Linked DNA regions of Oryctolagus cuniculus: region 2 is linked to region 1. Evidence: chromatin contacts called from public Micro-C data. All regions are on one chromosome and are shown on one strand. The core of a region is the stretch at or near the end of the contact, and the rest is flanking DNA. Distances in the headings are between cores, read along the strand shown.

Evidence for each region. Hi-C and Micro-C count contacts between places; a contact is called where the count stands out from the background.
Region 2: a Micro-C map of ear pinna shows a contact between it and region 1, with 4 times the contacts expected there. The contact joins the promoter of RUFY3 here to the promoter of MOB1B in region 1. A contact is called at or near these places in 2 of 6 Hi-C or Micro-C datasets (ear pinna and an unstated tissue).

What each region holds. Positions count from the first base shown.
Region 1 is chr8:94,615,424-94,618,391 of mOryCun1.1, reverse strand. It overlaps MOB1B (MOB kinase activator 1B), which reads left to right and starts at 1,263. Exons shown (of 5, transcript XM_070048045.1): 1 at 1,263-1,595. The coding sequence starts at 1,582. It overlaps LOC100356732 (ribosomal biogenesis factor-like), which reads right to left and starts at 110. Exons shown (of 1, transcript XM_002717117.5): 1 at 1-110. The coding sequence starts at 27.
Region 2 is chr8:94,783,617-94,786,653 of mOryCun1.1, reverse strand. RUFY3 (RUN and FYVE domain containing 3) reads left to right here and starts at 1,251. Exons shown (of 18, transcript XM_051819714.2): 1 at 1,251-1,819. The coding sequence starts at 1,453. It overlaps LOC138843560 (a long non-coding RNA gene), which reads right to left and starts at 169. Exons shown (of 3, transcript XR_011378406.1): 1 at 42-169.

The DNA.
Region 1 (2,968 bases), core at 14-2,513:
CTGTCCTCTTAATTTGTTCTTGGCCATTGTCTTAAATCCCCGCGTGCTGCAGCTGGAGGTCCAGGTGACACCATCTGCACGCACATAGTCCCTCTAACTCTGACTTTCAAATAAATAAATAAATAACTCTTAAAAAAAGTAGTATAGGAATATTTCAAACACAGGGGTTTTACATAATAAATCCATGATTTTTATTATATTTAGCTCAGTCCTCCTCTTTCCTCCTTTTGTGGCATGTTTTGGGCCTGTAATTCTCAAATTATTCCAGTGACCTCTGCAGTTCCCCTAATAGTGTGAGATCTCAATATTTTCCTCTATTTTTGTTTTTAACTATTTTATCGCCATGCCTAAACTAATAATGTGACATATAAGAAAATAAAGTTCACATTTGCATCTCCTTCAAGTGTATTCTGCCCTTTGGAACTTTAAGTCAAAGGCGGGTTAATATCTGCACATTTGTTTTGTTGGGATTCTTTGAGAACTTGTGGATTTGATGGGTGTCCGTAACATGGACAGCTCTTGCATAAAACAAACGGGTACCCATAGTCCTCCTCAAATTGACAATGCCGCAGGCGCATTCTTAGAACATAAAGCCTTGCTCTGGGCCCCTTAACTAGGAGAGAACAAAAGTGCTTCCATAAGTGAGACTGAATTTTTTCTAGCTTCCAGCATGTTTTGCACCTCACCCTGCATTTACCGGGGGCTTTGGCCCCGCCTCAGTGTTGTCTCTGATGATGACCCGCCTACCTTGCTAGTAGTGTCCGTGGTGACTCCAGCTCTCCCCAGGGCTCCCTCAGTTTTCCCAGGAGCTGATGACAGCCTGGCCTGCCAGTTCAGACAGGGACCCAGAGACCCTGACCTAATTCAGGGCTTTAAAATGCTCCCATCACAGGGCAGCGACCTTGAAAGCTCATTTAGTCCCCTTTCCTCTCTTCGGGCAGAACCACATCCAAACCATTCCCTGACCTTAAATACTGGCAGAGAAGGAGACTGCATAGCCTCACCTCACCTTGGACCGGGCACTCAGGGTGGGCAGAACCCCGGTGGCCCTTCAGTCCCTCTCCGCAGGACCCTGGCCTCCTGGAGCTGCCGCCCACTTCCTCCCCGACCGTGAAGCCCAGCTAGCGCTCTGCCCGCGACCCCCGACCTGGCGGACAGGCCTGGGCGGGCAAAGGGCTCCCTGGGCCCAAAGGTGACCATTAGGCCGGCGACCCCGGGCCCAGCAGGAGGCGCCGGGTGGGCGCGCGCGGCTCTCGCGAGAGCTCGGTTAGTGAGGGTGGCAGGGGCCTGGGGAAGTGGACGCCTGGGAGCGGCGCGGTGTCAGAGGAGCCGGCGGGCGGCCCTTTCCCCGCCTCCCTTAGCTTCTCCTCCCATTGAGCGCTGCACGCTCTGCGCTTCCCACTTCCGCCCCCTCTGCCTGCCATTGGAACCAGCGAAGCCCAGCAAGTTGCGGCCGCCGAGCAGCCGGCGCTGCCCTCCTACTCTGCGCCTGTCTTCCTCTCGCCTGTCCTCCGCTTCCCCGGCCGCCGCCGCCCCTGAGGCCTTGCGATCCCCGCGCCCGTAGCCCACGCCGCGGCCGACATGAGCTTCTTGTTGTGAGTAGCAGGCCCCTGCGCGCGTCGGCTTTGTTTGGGCGCGACCTGGGCCGCGGGCCCCGGCCGCCTGCCTGCACGCCGTCCCGCCCGGCCCGGTGGCCTCGCTCCGCGCTGCCCTGCCGGGCGTTGCCCCCCGGGCGGAGCTCCGGAGCTGCAGCTGTAGCTCCCGGGACGCCACCGCCGCCGCCGCCGCCTCGGCTGGCTTGTAGCGCGCGTGGAGTCCCCGAGCCGCAGGAGGCTGTTTCCCCCGGTACTCCCGGCTGTGTGTGTGTGTGTGTGTGTGTGTGTGTGTGTCCGATTTCTCCGTCAGCCCGAGCGCTGCCTTCGCACTCCTGCCGGCGATTGTTTATCCGCACGCTTTTCCTAGATACCGCCCACTCCCGTCGGGCTCCGACTCGTTTCTGCGTCCCAGGCACGGAAGATTGAGCGTCCTGCTCTTTCCCCTGTCACGCCGGGACCTTGTAAACTTCCTTCTTAGGCCGTAGGGGTGGGGAGATAGGGGACAAGCCCTGTGGCTGTAACTCCGATGCGGATCGGAGTCCTTCTCCGGTGACAGCCTGGGGTCTTGGGCAGGGGTATCTGGAGCTGCCTGCATGCCACAGTGTTGGTTAGGTCCCCCCAGGGGGTTGTTGCGCGACTCATTGGAGGATGCCATCGGTAGAGTCTCATTGAGTGCTGGTCATTATTTCGCTGTACTTATCGCTTATTCCAGAAGAGTTTGGGGCGGAAGGGGGCCGAGAGGGCAGGGCGGAAAGATGAGGCGGCCAGATGAGGGTGTGGAGGCAGCAGGCGGGCCTCCGGTTACGCCCCGAGGAATAACTCTCCTGAAGGCTTCGCTGTGTGTGGTTCCTCCGTGGTTCCTCTGCGTTTGGAAAGCCAGTGTGAAGTGGGAGTTGGAAACCGACTCCGTACACTCCTTCACTGTGGTGGACGAGATAAGCGTTTTGGAAGATTGTTTTCTGGGCTGATTGCACTTACTTCCCAGTCGCCCATTACTTTTTAGTCATCCCCTTGGCATCTGACTTCTGATGTTTTAATTCACCCTTATTTCCACGTGGCTTATATCTACAATATTAATTCTTTTTAGGGTGTCTATCGAGCGATCACGGACGGTTAACTGCCCGCAAACTGGCTATTATTTTCCATGTGCGTAGGGGACCTGGCTTTTGTCAGCCTGAAGCCCCGTTTTTAGACTTTATCCTGGACGTTGATTCTGAATTTGTAAGATTGAAATAGTGCTAGAGGAGGGGACTGGGTGCCTTTTTAGAAGTCTTTGTTTCCTACTGTAGTCCTAACCAATATATCCAGGCAACCTTAGCTTTAAGCTTCTCATCTTGAGTGTAATTTTACATTGCTGATGTTTTATTTTCTTT
Region 2 (3,037 bases), core at 2-2,501, 170 kb before region 1:
AAGTAATAAAATCTTTCTATAGAAGAGCACAAATAACTTACTCAAGTAGTTAGTAGGGCTGGATTCAACAGGTCAGGAAAACACCCAAAACTAGGATGCTATGAAATTTTCTAAGACTACCTGAAGTTAGCTTCTTGGCAACATTCCTCTGTTTCAATGCTTCTGGCTTCAAAGACGGGAAATTGACAGTATTAGAAGTAATTTCTGGTGGTATTTTCAAGAGTGATTTATAGACAACAGTATTTTTTAAAGGATCACTTTTTCTTTCAGGAGAGTATACAACTTCCTCTTCGGAGGGAAAGACTCAACAGAGGCGGCGGGGAAAGCAGGTGGGCAATATGTTACACAACAGTGATTTTTAATTACGAGTCAACATGGACTCCATGCCAGCATTCTGCAACCCGAACACAAAGCTCATCAGCTGGGAATCCAGGGAGGAGAATAACGAGAGTAGCTGGAAACTCTCTCGTGGAGAAACGCGTTTCCTTGCGGGGTCAAGTGAATCAACAACCACGGATGCAAATATGTAACCTAAACCAATGCTAGGCAGTTTCTGGCGAGACCCAGGCTCTATCAGAGGGAAAACTGTCCACCTGTCACAGGCACTTGTCATATAAATCTCGAGCTGGTTGGCTTAAAATGCACTCATGCGCACCGGGAGCACTGGCAAACCAGGCAGTTTCAGTCAAAGCAAATACAATATTTCTATACCACGCACATGACAGGGAACAAAAGACGAGGTCGAAGGAGGACACCCACCTCTGGTTTATCACCTAAAACGCTCATGAATCAAAACCGTGTATCCACGGTTGAAGTTCCAGGGTGCGAAAGGCAAATGGTACCGTTTTCTACCCGGGGCGGGGGGGAGGCAGGCAGGCGCCTTTTTAAAACGAGCTTTCGCCTCTCCTTCCACCCAGGGCTTTGTGCCTTCGCGCTGCCGATCAGTTGGCAGTTAGACAGAAACGCTGCACGGTACTAGGCCAGGTTTCCCCACCTTTCAAGGCACCAGGGGGCAAACACGCCCGGCTCGCCCCCGGGGGCCCGGGCCGGTCAGGACGCGCCGCGGGGCGCCCGGCGCTCCCCGGGTCGGGGGCGAGCTCGGCCCGGCCGCGGGGAAGCGGGAGGCGGGGAGGCGGGAGAAGGCGGACGCTGCCCCCTAGGGGAGCCGAGTCGCAGGCTGGGGCCCGGGCAGCGAGGGAGGGAGGGAGGGGCGGCGGGAGGAGGCGGCCGGTAGGCAGGCCGCGCCGTCGGGCGGGGCCGTCCCTCCGGCTGGCTCGGGCCCGGCGGGGCGGGCTGTGGGCCGCGCGGCGGAGTCGAGGCACTGCCCGTGGCCAAGGAGAAAGGTGGCGGCGGCGCGGACGGGACGGGGCGGCAGCTCCCGGCCGTAACCCTCAGCTCCTCCGCCCGGGTTCCCGCGCCGAGTCGGAGGCGGCGGCCAAGGAGGGCACGAGCATGGCTGAGACCCCTCCGCCGCCGCCGCCGCCCGCCGCTGGTGCCGAAAGTTGCAGCGAGGAGCCGGCGAGGGGCGGAGAGCGGCGGCCGGAGGAGCCGCGGAGCGCCCCTGCCGGAGGCGCGGACCGCGAGGGCGAGGCGGGGCCGCCGCCGCCGGCCTCCCCCGCTGGGCCATCGGAGCCGGACTCGCCGGTGGCCGCCCCCTTCTTCCTGCTCTACCCGGGCGATGGAGCCTCGGGCTTCGCAGCGCGCCCACCGCCGCAGCAACAGCGCTCCTGGAGGACCCCGCCGTCCCCGGGCTCCCCGCTGCCCTTCCTGCTGCTGAGCTACCCGAGCGGCGGCGGCGGCGGCGGCGGCGGCAAGCACCGTGAGTGGCGGCGGGGAAGGGGGCACTCGGCCGGGAAGCGCCGGCCCGGCCCCCGAGGAGCTCCGCCTCCCGCTAGTGTGTGTGGAGCCGGGCCGGCCGGGAGGCGGGGGCGCTGGGGACAGCCCCCGGCGCGGCGCGGCGCGGTGTCGGGGCGCGGCGAGGAGGCACCTGGGCGGGGCGGCCGCGGTCCGGGCGCCGGGTTTTGTACCTCAAGTTTCCCCAGGCCGCGGGCCCCCGCCGGGCCTGGCCTCCCTCCCTGCTCGAGCCGGCCTCCCACGTGCTCGCGCGGGGGCGTCGAGCCTCCTTCAGCCCCAGCCCTCGGCGCTGGGGCCCATGTTGGGACCCGTCCCGGGGCGGTGGAGGTGGAGGCGGCGCCCGGAGACCCCCGCAGCCCCGCCGAGCCTCCGATTGCGGGCTGCAGGCGGGCGCCGGGGCCGCCGAGTAGGTGTGGCCGCCGCCCGGCCGGCCTCAGTGTACTAGCACATTCTCAAGTGCGCTCACTCCGTCTCCATAAATAGGATGGATCCGTCTGCGGGAGTGGGAACAGCAGCCCGGAGCGGCGTGGCTCTGGAAGGGCACCTCCCAGGATTCTAGCTTTTGTCAGGAAGAGGCCTTCGCCTTTTTTTTTTTTTTTTTTTAAGCCGCTGTCGCACGCTGTGAACCCCGCTCGGTGCTGACCCTGAGCGGCCTCAGGGTGGGCGCTGTGAAGACTCTGGGAGCAGAGTTAAATCGGGTTTACAAAGCCAAGATCTTACAGTGTGAAAATGTGGCTGACTTGCAAAACAAGCCAAATATTTTGCTGTAGGAGTTCTGAAAAGGGAGAGAAACTTGCCTGAGGTGATGCGGGAAGGCGCCTCTCAATTTATTATTGCTGTTATTATTTGAGCAGCAAATGGAGAATGCCCATCTACTGGTTCAGTCTCCCAGATGCCCAAAACTCCCCAAAGCCTGGAGCCAGGAACTCAGTTCGCGTCTCCCACGTGGGTGACAGAGACTCAATTACCTGAACCCAGTAGCCCAGGATTTGCACCTGCCAAAAGCTGGAGGCGCCCCAGTGTGGAACACGGTTGTCTTAACTGCTGGGCTGAAGTCGAGGACCCCTCATTCTTTCGGTTTTTAAAGCATCAGCATGAATCTTTAACTCAACTCACTTGTTCTGCCTTCTGGCCCATCTGGTAGGAAAAGGTTAGGTTTGTTGAGTAGTTTCTATGAGAGAAT